Regions from separate parts of the Zea mays genome. Here region 1 is linked to region 2. The links are chromatin contacts, called in public ChIA-PET maps. All regions are on one chromosome and are shown on one strand. Each heading gives the region's core, a stretch centred on a gene start, on an enhancer-like site or on the middle of the called end of the contact. The rest is flanking DNA. Distances are from core to core; before and after follow the strand shown.

The links. ChIA-PET counts read pairs in DNA pulled down with a chosen protein or histone mark.
Region 1: a contact with region 2 is called in an H3K4me3 ChIA-PET map of seedling, with 6 times the contacts expected there. The contact joins the promoter of LOC100277445 here to the promoter of LOC541823 in region 2. A contact is called at or near these places in 8 of 25 Hi-C or Micro-C datasets (ear, leaf, tassel and 1 more) and 2 of 3 datasets of contacts at active chromatin or transcription factors (leaf and seedling).

Annotation. Positions count from the first base shown.
Region 1 is chr2:22,716,947-22,723,155 of Zm-B73-REFERENCE-NAM-5.0, reverse strand. It overlaps LOC100277445, which reads right to left and starts at 2,188. Exons shown (of 1, transcript NM_001151006.2): 1 at 1,147-2,188. The coding sequence starts at 1,962. The coding sequence ends at 1,336. It also overlaps a transcript of LOC541976 not described here.
Region 2 is chr2:22,470,923-22,477,526 of Zm-B73-REFERENCE-NAM-5.0, reverse strand. LOC541823 (CK2 regulatory subunit B1) reads left to right here and starts at 1,708. Exons shown (of 5, transcript NM_001111504.2): 1 at 1,708-2,181; 2 at 3,674-3,889; 3 at 5,705-5,814; 4 at 5,896-6,061. The coding sequence starts at 1,977.

The DNA.
Region 1 (6,209 bases), core at 939-3,438, 250 kb before region 2:
AGATAAAGGTTGGGATTACAGCCTATCAGCACTGCCACATATCTAACGAAGGACCTGTAATCAACATAAATAATTCATGTGGCTAAGAGTTGTATCCATTTTTTATACCGTGCAATTTTTCAAGTAGAACTTGTCTTTCACGAATAACCTCATTATATAAAGAAGAGCATGTAGAATCCAACTTCAATTTTTCCAATAGGTTTGTAGGACAATAAAAAATATGCCACTCAAATTTTGCAAAATTAGATAGCTAGTTCAGTGGCATCCAAATAAACTAGTTATCTAATTTTGTAAATTTTGAGTGGCATATTTGAAGAAAACATGTGTTCTACATACAAGAGGTGTGTGCAAACTTTTGTCTCACTTCTGAAAAGAAATCTGTTGACCCCATCTTGAGGATATTTGATTGTTCATCAAAATGTATATTTGATGCAGCAACCATGGACACAAGGAATGTTAATGTGCGGATGTTGAGTACCAATATGGCCATCCAGTCATCGAGATATCCCACTTCAGGACATGCAACTCTTCATAGAGATGCAATGCATAGAATATTGAGTTTCTTCAATAGTACAATTAATATGCAGATTGTAGACTTTTCATCTTCATACAGCAAAAAAAAAAAATCAAGAAGTAAACAGATGTATTCTGCCAGGTACGTAACTGAAAATATAACCTTGGCATGACTGTCTCAAAACATATAGGTTGAGCTCAGTATTGAAATTTCATTCAGGATCTCACATGAAAAATGTAAATAATACTATTAGCCTCACGGACCACAGTTGACAGGTTGAGGCACTAGCAAAGGACTAAAAAAATACAGTCCCTGACATTAAAATAACACATCTCCGGTTCTTATTGTCCAAGTGCTGCAGGAGCCAAGGTAGCAGAGACATTTTTTTATGATGTATAAGTCTGTAATGTAGCAGTGACAATTGTGTTCTCTCTCTTCAAGGAATTACAAGTCCAGAGCCCAAAAACATAATTGTTATGAGAACTCAATGCTAATCTTCTAACATCCCTAGGTTATCAGTAGTATACATGTCACTTTCATCAGAACATAAAAATCAAACAAATTAAAAGCGTGATACATGAAAGTAAGGAGACAAGTAGGCGACAGACGTGCAACAGGCAAGACAACTTCCATAAGAAACTCTCCTTTTGAGCAAATGCAAGACTGAAAAAACACTAAAGCTTGTCCGGTTCAACTACATCACAGATCCATCACAACTACTACATATAAACAGCACTAAGAAACTCCTAAACTCCTCGCAAGGCAGCATGCAACGAGGACAGGCAAGAAACCTTGAGAGGAAACATCTTTGTGCCACCACTTCAGTCCAAGGCGTCGATGATGCGGCCGACAAGCGCGTCCATGAGCCTCCTCTGTGCATCGAGGTGCCGGAGCGCCATCTCCATCCGCATCCTCTGCGTCTCCCGTGCGGCCTCCATCCTCCTCTCCTCCGCCCGCAGGAAACCCTCCCCGATGGCCCTCAGAGCACCCACCACGTCGCTCACACCGTCCTCGTCCCAGGCATCGTCCCGCCGCCTCTTCCTGGGCGGAGATGCGGGAGGGGAAGGGGGAGACGGCGTGGAAACCGCCGCCGGTGGCGGCGGCGACGAGGACAGGGACGTGGATCGGGACTGGGACTTGGAAAAGAAGGGCGGGGAAGGGCCGTCGAGGAGATCCATGGCGTCGAGGAGCGGGCATGGGCGTCGGCGGTTGGACCGGAGGCGTCGGCGGAGCTTCTCGATCTTGTGGCGGCACTGCCTGGCGGTCTTGGACGGGGCGGCCGCGGCTACGGCGGCCCAGTCGGTGGAGGTCAGGTGCTCCCGGCCGACGGCGAGGCGGCGCGCGGTGTAGGCCCGCGCGAGCGCGAGGGTCTCGTCGGTCGTCCAGCACGGCGGCGGCACGCGGCGGCCGGAGGCGCGGGCGGGGGAAGAAGGGGAAGGAGAGGCCATGGTGGTGGTGGGCCTGGAGGGGATGGTGAAGCGGTGGTGGAGGACGGCATGGATGGTGAAGCGTTGGGTTATAACGGAGGCGTTCCCCTTAGGCGGCAACAGGTGGCGGTGGGCGCACGCGGGCGGCGGTGGGCGGCAGCGGCGGCGGCGCCAACCGCGGCGCGTGGGGGCACCTTGACCGACACGCCGCGCGGCGCGGGACGTGCGACCCGTAAAATTTCGCGGTGGGCTTCCGTTCCCTTCCGTCCCCCATTTCGGCTGCTGGACGGCTGCGATGCGTCGGGTGGTCACGGGCGGCGCGCGCCGCCGTGGACTCCAATGGTTCGCCTGTGTCCGCTTCTTGGTAATAATGTTTTTGTTTCGGGGGCCGAAATGGAATTTGGCTTCTGGAGACGGTGAACGCTGGTCGCCTGGTCGTCACGTCGTTCGACTGGCCGCGCACGGCGGCATGCGGCGCGTCACGCCCACCAGATAGGCGTGCGACCTGCCCACCTAGCGTGCGGCAGCGGCAAGGCGACTCGCGCGGGCGCGGCTTCCGTGTGCGTGGGGCCGTGTCCGTGTGTGATCAATCGACGGGGGCGCCGACGCCGACGCGGCGTGGCCGTAGCACAAGGGCGATGTGATGTGACGTGCCGCGTCCCGTTGTCCTGCAGCCGGGACCCGGTAGCCGGCAGCGTCCAACGCATCAATGCGGTGGCAGCGAGAGCTGCCTGGCCATGTCAACGACAGAGAATGATTGGGGAGCCGACGATCCGTCATCTGAAATTCTGAAGTGTGCGACGGGGCAATCGCGCACCACCATCGCGTCCAAGGAGTCGAGGACACAGCACGACATGGCCATATCGACATTTCCATGACCATGAGGCAGTGTAGAACCAAGGCCACACGCGGCACAGTCGCACAGAGCTGCACGGGCACCGGGCACGGCGTGGCCGATGGAAGATGGAACTTAAGACTAACGTAGTTGCCACAACGACCGAGAATAAAGGCCAGTTTGTTCCTCCCTAACTTGCAGGGCTGGGCGTTCGGGTATACCCGAAAATTCGGGTCGGGTAGTTCGGGTTTTTAAAAATTCGGGTATTCAGCAGTTGAACCCGAACTCAACCCGATATTACTTGATACCCGAAATTTCGGGTACCCGAAATTTCGGGTTCGGGTTCGGGTTAAACCGAGATACCCGACATCTTACCGAGGCAGTCTGTACTCCTAGGCTCCTGGCTTCTTCATTGTTCATGTCGTTCTTCTGTGTGCTTCACTATAGTCCCGTTGCCCCCTGCAGTGCAGTCCTGTACAGGTATAGTTGTGCTCCTGCTCCAGTCGGTTGGCGGCGATGCACGGGCAGGCACTGGGCGACATGCTGATGGACAGTTGGTCGGCGGCGATGCGCAGGCAGCAGCATGCAGGTGAGCAGCATGCAAGTGGAGCGGCCGAGCTAGCTAGGCATCTAGCTGCGTTCCTGCGTGTAGCGTGTTGCAGGCAGCAGCATACGGGTTGTCGAGCGAGCTAGCATGCGGGCGCCGAGCGACGAGCTGGAAGGAAAGCACCGGCGGCCAGCGGCTAGCTGTGGCGTGCTGCACTGCTGCGTGTGGAAGGCAGGTGTCGAGGACTTCTTATTTCTGAAATACACTGAGTATATGGATGTTCGGGTAATTCGGGTACCGGTTTGTTTAACCCGAAATTTCCTAAATAATTTCGGGTACCGGAAGTTGCTACCCAAATTGTAGTTCGGGTTTTTCGAGTTCGGGTTGTTCGGGTTTTTCGGGTTCGGGTATCGGGTTTTTTGCCCATTGCCACCACTGATTTATCTCCAAAAGTGTAAATATCGTGATAAATCGGGATACATCGGGCTAAATAGCAAAACTTTGACATGAAATTGAATTGGGTTCAAAACTAAATCAGTTATAGTATTGCAATAAGATGTAATTCAAATTCTATTGTTTGTGTTTAGTGACTGAATTAGAGACGGTCTAATTCCAAACAATTTAATGGATGACGTTCTGCCGTATTGGAAACGAGACTTTCTAGTTATAATCCAAAATTCCAAAGAATTTAGTCTTTGATTCCAAATCGTACTAGGAGAGACTTTCTAGTTATAGTCCAATTCAAGAGAATTAGATCTCTTATTCCAAATCCCAATTCTAGTGCACCATATACAACCAAACAACAGAATTCACTTCCAGTGCACCATATGCAACCAAACAACAGAATTCAGAAAAGTTTATTCCAATTACCAATTCCATGCTCCAAATTCAAGCAGGGTATTAGATAAGTTGTGGCTCCTTAGACGGGAAATCAAACCGGCCCTAAAACTACCATATTCATATGCACGTGACTAACGTCTCCATATGATATTCCATATAAGCACTTCCACGCCTGCAGTGTGCTTTACAAGCTCAAACGGGGAACAGATTCAGACGCGCGTGACAAACGTCAGCATACTCTGTTTTTGTACATTTGGTTCCTTTCATCCCTACAGTGTTCTTTACAAGCTCAAATTGGTAAACTAGAGAGCAATACAACATCACAATTCACACATGACGAGTTCACAAATCTGGTTGCTTTTGACAGCAAGCAAGATACCGGTTTGAATCTCCATGCACGTCTTTGGAGAGGCATGCTGGTGGCTACAATTCTCAAAGTGCTCAAAAACAACGATAGTATTGAAGCCATGTTAGCATGAAAACCAAGTAACAGCATCAAAACAGCAACGCTATCATGTTAGGGAGGATACAAAAGGTAAGGATCAACGACTGCTTTGATAATAACATTACTAAAAACATATGAATAAAAGACCAAAAAATGGAAATCATGCACTAATGATGATCACATTGATATGGACTAATGGTGCAGCCTTACAGTTCCGAAACAAGATGTATTTGTCAGCTTACTGTGATTCTGAAGTATCTTTATGTTGAATACTTGACTAGATAGTTAAACTTAAATGTGCTAGATCCTTGAGTTTGCTCCAGCAACTGGGGAGAAAAATTCAACAGCCTTCAACTCAGAATTTGAATAGAGCATTCTTGTACTTAATTCTATGGCTACTGTTTTTCAAGAAATTATTTCTGCTTTCAGATCTATCATCGTTGCCACGCAAAAGAAAAATAATCCCCTTCAACTTGTTTTTTCAAATGGGCACCACCAGGTGCTGATTCCCACATATACTGGCTCCCAGTAACCAAACTCATTGGTGTCATTGCATATAGCATTACTTCTGTGCACAATTGGCAATCAACAGTTCTACTAGATCTAATACCATCATCAATTTCCCTCATGAAGTCCTACTCCAATAATTATTATAACACATAAGTAACAAATAATGGCCCTCAAGTACATTAATAAGCACACAAAATGTGTTTCTGCATACTGCAAGACATCTCAGAGCAGCCTCTCTTCATGAAACTACATATTGATCCTTCATCCTACTCAGTGGCATCACTAGGTTATCTCCAAAAAACAATTTCAAGGACAAAACTGTCTCTCAGTCTGAACTCAGGATCCAATAGTGTTATTATCCCTAGCTCAAGTAAATCCAAAGTTAGTGCATGAGTTTTCCTTGCTAAAACTCAAAAGATGACACCAGCAGTTATAAGTTAAGCTTGCATTTAAGCTCTCTGCGGCCTGCATAGCTGGGCATTGATATTACTAGTCATCTTTCAGCTACTTTGCAGGTCACCATACAGAATTAGTCACTGTCAAACCACAGCAACACAGCACACCCTGTTTCTTCAACTTATATAAAGGTAAATTGCGAAAGGGCCTCTAGCCTAGAGGTTGAGGACTTCCGAGTAGCAACTCCAAGTCCTGGGCTCGATTCCTATCGGGAGCGAATTTTCAGGCTTGGTTAAAAAAAAAACCCCTCGCTGTGCCCCATCCGCTCTCGGGATACGATGTCTTGTGCGCCACCCTCCGGTTGGGCCGTTGCAGAGTGGACAGTTGACGTCGGCCCGTTAGTGATGAGGGGCCAGGGTTCGGGGATTTTCTCGGCCGGGACCATTGTTTCGGTCTCTTCTTATATGGAATACCGGGAGGGTGGTCTTTTCCCTCCCCGGCCGAGTTTTTTTTTATATAAAGGTAAATTCTTGGCCAAGTTATCATTTAGTAAAAATTATCCACACAAACAAGCATGGTATCATATACTAGACTGATAAGATATATCACACATATGGTGGCTTTAAAGCCTAAGTGGCTAAGTGTGACAATATTGAGCTAAAGGTTTGGTCCCAAACTATGTTGTGAAATTATGG
Region 2 (6,604 bases), core at 459-2,958:
GAGGCGTGAATCCGCCCGGGACCACTGTTCCCGCCCGAGGCCGAGGCTGGGCTCGGATGAGGTTCGTCCCTTGGTGGACGAGGCCCTGACTTGAACCGCGCTTTATCAGTTGTTTATGGTTTGTTCTGAAGATGTTTCCCGGCCGCATTTAGGAGTATTGGGGGTACCCCTAATTACAGTACTCGACAAATATAGTATGCTCTTCTTCTGCCTTCCTTGCCACCGTAGCTGAGAGCTCGTCTTGTCCTTCCAACCGATGCTGTCCAGCTTCCACCGTATCCAACTTCTTCACCACTCGATCCATCATCTTCATCATCTATTCCCACTTCTCTCCCTTCTGCTCCATAGTCGACATAGCCTTCAGCACGAGACGTGTCTGGATAGATGGTTTCACCACCGACGTCGTCTTGACAGCTCCGGAGTCGATCGTCCTCTGATACCAAATTGTCATGACCCGTGGCCTAGGGTTCGCCAAACCCTAGATGTGAGACGCGACAACAGGAACCGACAGCTTCCCTGGTAAGCTTCGGTGGCGAGGAAGAAGAAGTAGACAGGTTTGTGGCTAATACTTTCTTATTCAATTTGTAATCTCTGACGGTTTATCTTACAAGTATTTATAGGCCATTAGATGGGCCAGATTACAATCAAAGATAAGCCACACAATGGCCCAGATTAACCCTAATGCTTCTAGAACCACATAGATCTCCAGATCTACTACTACACCAAACTCACCTCTGCTTCGGTCGTTACAGTCCGCCACAACTTCGTTTTCAATTTAGGGGAGAGGACCTGGAGCAGCACAGGACGGGAGAGAGGCGACAACACGACGCGGAGCCCGTGGAGGACGGAGAAGCGCGCCAAGGGTGGATGCGAGTTGCACAGGAGGAGAGGGGGCATGGAGGCGCAAGCGACGAGTGGAGCTGCGTCAGAGGGAAAGAGGCTGGGACGTCATCACGTAAGTGGGACCGAACACGAGGGAGTAGGGATGGCAACGGGTACATACCCGTCGGATAGTACCATTCCATACCCGTACCCATAAAAAAATTCTACCCATTGGGTTACCCATATATACTCGCGGGTATAAAATCTTACTCATACCCGTACTCGCGCGGGTATTTTTACACGTCGGGTAACTCGTACCCGCTAGGAAAGTCTTAAATTTCAATATATCAATCACTCAACATATTAAATAAACATATAAAAACAACTTCAACTTCACATGTAACAAATCATATGATTACATAACTTGATATCTAGACAAATGATAGCTAGAGAAGAGTTTTATTTTAGCTAAGATGGACTCTATTAGATGGTTATAGTTGTATTGATACGAGTATATTTTACCCATGGGTAGACGGGTATGAGTAGTTTCAACACGTACCCGTATCCGTCTACCCAACGGGTAGATGTTTTTACCCATTAACATATTTGTGGGTAGAGAAATCATTTCGTACCCGCCTTCATAATAGGTAAAACCCGTCGGGTATTCGAGTTTCGGGTATCCATTGCCATCTCTACGAGGGAGCATAGTGTCGCCCTATGGTCCATCTTGTTCAGTTATTCTTATTACATATGAATTGTATGGTATTGAAAAAAATAAAAAGATTAACTTGCTTTCTATTTAATTTACATATATTAATAGTGAACCGAAAGCCAGATTCTTAATAGACAGTATAGAAGATAAATAAATCTCTAGTCTACAAGATTCACCGTGAACCTTAGCAGCACAAAGGGCAACGGCCGCCTGCCGCTCCAAAGCAGCCCGTGGTTACGTCAGCGCCCGCGTACTGCTCCCTTCTTCCTCGTTGCTCCGCCCCCTTTTGTCGTCGCGTCCTCCTCTCGAGGCCTCGGCAGTCGGCACGAGGACGCGCGATCCCGTCACCGCTCACCTCCTTCTCCAAACACTGACTCCGCTTCCCGTCCCCATCCCGCTGCGCAAGATCGGGAGGGGACGAAGAGAGGTCGACCGGGAGGAGATGCACCGAGACCGAGGCGTCTCTGCGGCAGCGATACCCGGTGACCGGAAGCGGATCGGCGAGCCTATGGACAGATCGTCTCCATCTACGTCGTGGGGGTTCTCCGGAGGGCGCGAGAAGGAGCGGATCGGCGTGGGCAAGCAGCCGGAGATGCCTCGCTCCGGCGGCGGATCCACCGCCATGTCCAAGAGCAAGCTCTCTGACGGTGAGCCTTGCCGGTTACATTCTTTGCTCTGTTTGTAATTTTTTTAGCCCCGCTAGAGGTGGATTGTATGAGTTTAAAGAATTCTCAATACGAACCTAAACAATGACATGGACAATTGTTAGATCACTAAACATTGGTTACCAGCTGATGAGTACCTCCTTTTTCACGATTTCTGTATAATTCTGCTCAGCCATATATGCTGAACTTTCTTAGTTTGTTTGACTGTTTTTTATGGAGCGTGTATGCATACGAGGAAGATCTAGGTGGCCACAGTAAATAACTAGGTACTTCTACAAAGTTATACAATTCTTGCCATTGCTAGTAACAAAACACAACCTATGTAATGCATGGTAGTTGTAAAAATGTGAATAACTGTGGTGGCATGTTTAAGGAGGTTTGGTGTTCATTTGTTGTGACATTTTGTCAGTTGTCTTTCTTTGCTTGTTAGGTCAATTTATCTTTACCTTTTATGGGCCTTTTTGTGACCAGGTCCATTCAGGGGGATTACTTGTACTGTACACATGGTTGCTCGTAGTTGTAGCCAGTGTTCACAATTTCGTTTTTACTGTAGCGAATTTCGTTTTTTGACCGAAGTTTGACTTTTGTATTTTTAAATTTGGAACCGAAATCTATAAAAAGCCGGACCGAAATTCGCATCTCGATCAGCAGCGACGAAAACGGGAAATTTCACCGAATTTCGGTGATTTCCTGGCGAGAAAGTAAACCCTGGTTGTAGCTATGACTTGAGAAAATGCTAGGTGTTATATATTGAGCTCCAAAGCGCAGATCTTCTGCATTTTTTATGTACTGAGCCTAAAGCGTTGTGGGGACAATGCCGAAATGGTAGAGGACAGGCTAGCTCAACCAAAAGGAGGAAAGAGGCCCAGACAAGCTCTAGTGTTGAAACAACCTCTGACTCAAATTAGTCAAACAGGATGAATCCGAAAAATTCCAAAATTCAAACTGCAAACTAAATGAATTGGTTTCAATCTGCTTAAACTAGATATTGATACTTGCTTGCTTACTAATGTCCCAGCAACCTTGTTGTATGATAAGTGGAAATTTTGTGTATACTATTCTGTAACGGACATCAATTCTCGTTGATCTTTTACAGTCGAAATCTACTTGCCTGTTTTGTATAAGGAACATTGCATCACCAGAACAATTCAGCAATTTAAGTTTTTTTTGTTTGATTAGTTGAATCAGACATCAGATTTTACAACCATGTCTTTTAGTTCTTATCTTATTGATGTGCATGGTCAATTCTGGTACATCTATGATCTATCCATACATTCCATGTCTTGGTTAAAGCGTTATCTCCATACATTCCATGTGTTAGGTTAAAGCGTTATGCATTGCTTAATGCTATTGATGTTATGCTCTGCAACATGTTTTTTTATCTACTTTAGCTAAAGTTGCTGTAGTTCATGTTCTTGTGGTTCTTGGTATTTCTTTGTCAGTCATAATTTGTGTGCTGATCGCTTTACAGCAGAATCAGAAACTGACAGCGAAGAATCAGATGTGAGTGGTTCTGATGGGGAAGATACTTCGTGGATTTCATGGTTCTGTAGCTTAAAGGGCAATGAATTTTTCTGTGAGGTTGATGATGACTACATACAAGATGATTTCAACCTCTGTGGGCTAAGCAACCAAGTTCCATATTATGACTATGCACTTGATCTGATATTAGATGTTGAATCTTCCCATGGTATGCTCCTCTTCTTTATAACATTCAATTTAGATATAACATGTTTGGAGGGCTCACTGTTACTAGTCTCATATTTTTGCTGTGTACGGGTGGGGCAAGGGTATGGGGTTTTCTCGACCTGTGTGAAAAGGTCTTCTTAATACAATGCTCGGGGGCTGTCTTTCCCCCGCGGACCGAGTTTTTTTACTAGTCTCATATTTGGTAGCTTTATTATTTTAAGTGGCATGGAGTTGTGCAAGATGTTGGAAGCCTGGAACAGACTGTTAGGGATTGGAGACCTGATTGTTCTTTTAAATAAAGCTATTCCAGTTGTTTTATCATAGGATGATAAGAACCAATATATTTCATGTAAACTCTCCTGCTATCACCTTGTACCCAGTACAAGGAATTAAAGAACAGAACACTGTTATTAATATTTAGTAACCATTTACGTCCCTAGTTCTCTTGTTTCCAGTTAGGGTATATTCAGTTTCACAGCCCCACTGAGCGGATGAAATAAGATTTAGAAAATTGAAACTGCAATATGGCGTCATATAGTCACATTACGCTGTATATGTCCCTGCACCCGCGTGACAACAACAACAACAAAGCCTTTTAGTTCCAAGCAAATTGAGGTAGGCTAGAGTTAAAATCCAACACAAGCCTAGGTGCATGTGTAACAACACTTACATAGGAGGGTATGAACCACAGAAGCAGCACTAATATGCATGCCCCTAACACATGTGCAAAGCACTATACTGTCTTCTTTTTCTGGACAATAGAAAGAAATGTTAGAATGAAGCTTATCAAATTAAAATTAAGGGGTAGTTTATTTTGTGGAATGGAATGGGCTGATCTGTCACCACCTCATCCCTTGCAACCTAGTAATGATGAGCTGTGGGAATCTACTGCTGGCCCTCAAATTTGTCCATGAATTTGCAGAATGCAAAAAACGATCCTAAACTTACTAATAAGTGTTCTATGATCTTATTTATATATTGCATATTCACATCCCCAGACTTATTAAGCAGTGTCATCTATGTCTGAATCCCATGTAAGATGCTAAAACTTAACTAGCATGTGGCACGCCACCATGATACAGAAGTGTGTCCTTCATTCACATGCCTGATCAGCTCCTAGAGGGAGGGGGAGGGGTCCATTTCCATCCCTCACTGATCACCATGTCCGCGTGGGCCCATATTGTTCTTGACATCTACTACGTTAGTACCTAACCATGCCATATCACTACTGATCAACAAGAAAACCTTCGCCCGCATAGCCTCTGATCTCCCTAAGCCACAGTGATGGCTGCTGGGTAGCCACTTTTGGAGCTAACTAGGCATGTGATGGAGCACACATTTCATATCACAGTGGTTGGCGTGCCAACAAGGTATGTCTGTGTCTCTAAGGGCATGTTTGGGAGCAAGAGGATTGGAGGAGCTGAAATCCCCTTGCTATTCAAAATGCAAGGGGATTTCAGCCCCTTCAAGTCCTAAGGGGATTTAGACCTAGATGCCATTTGTTTAGTAAGTTTTGGTATATATGCTTATGCAATCTGCAAGTTCATGGACCTGATGGCTTTCGGGGCAACTTTTGTGGACACTCAATGGTTCACGGGGCAAGTTTTGAGGACCACAAATAGATTTTACTCTAATAAGTGTAATCATGAAGGATGAGGTGGTTCCTCAAACCAAACACCCTCTAACTGTCAGCTAGGATATTGGAAGTGTTTCTGTACTAGTGTACTATTTGCAATAGAGGTGATTATTGCTAAAAGGAAGCTAAATTATTGTATTACACAACACCTTTTCCGATAAGTCTTGTACAATTACACAGGTGATATGTTGACAGAAGAGCAAAATGAACTTATTGAATCAGCTGCTGAGATGCTCTATGGATTGATTCATGTTCGGTATATTATTACAAGTAAAGGGCTGTCCGCAATGGTAAACTCTCTCGAATTGTTTCTGATGGATATGTTATTATTTTTATGAATTTGTATATCATCATATTTGATGTTTGTGCAGCTGGATAAGTACAGGAACGTTGAGTTCGGCAGATGCCCTCGAGTGAATTGCAGCGGCCAACCATGCCTTCCTGTTGGGCAATCGGATGTTCCTCGTTCAAGTACGGTGAAGATTTACTGCCCTAGATGTGAAGACATCTACACTCCAAGATCCAAATATCTAAGCAGTATCCTTTCATTTCCGTTATAGTTTGCTGTCTTACTCTAATGGTTGCTGAAAGTATTTACCATCATGTGATTTCTATGTCGATAGATAATTGACTTAGCAAGCTGCTGACATGCCTCCGAGTATAGGACTTACTTGTGGGTTTTACTTACATGGCAGCACTTAGAGCCTGTTTGTTTTGGGATTATAATCTGTCCAGATTATAAAATCTAGCTTATTTTGAACCAAGTGTTTGTTCAAAATAAGTTAGATTATATAATCTGTGCCCTTAGCTAGAGCCTAAAATGTGTTTTTTTATAAGATACCCAAACTGATAGCCTGCAATACTATTCACTTTATTAAAGCAAATGTTTTTGGGTTCTTGTGCAAGTTATTCTGCATTGTTCTGAGCCTCTGACATGTTAAACTGCTACATCGAGCTAATTCATCCCAAAAACTTTTACTATGCTTCAGAACACTGTATAACCTGGATGCAAACGAAATGACATACTCCCTCCGTCCCAAAATATAATTTGTTTTAGACTAAATATACATCCATTAACCA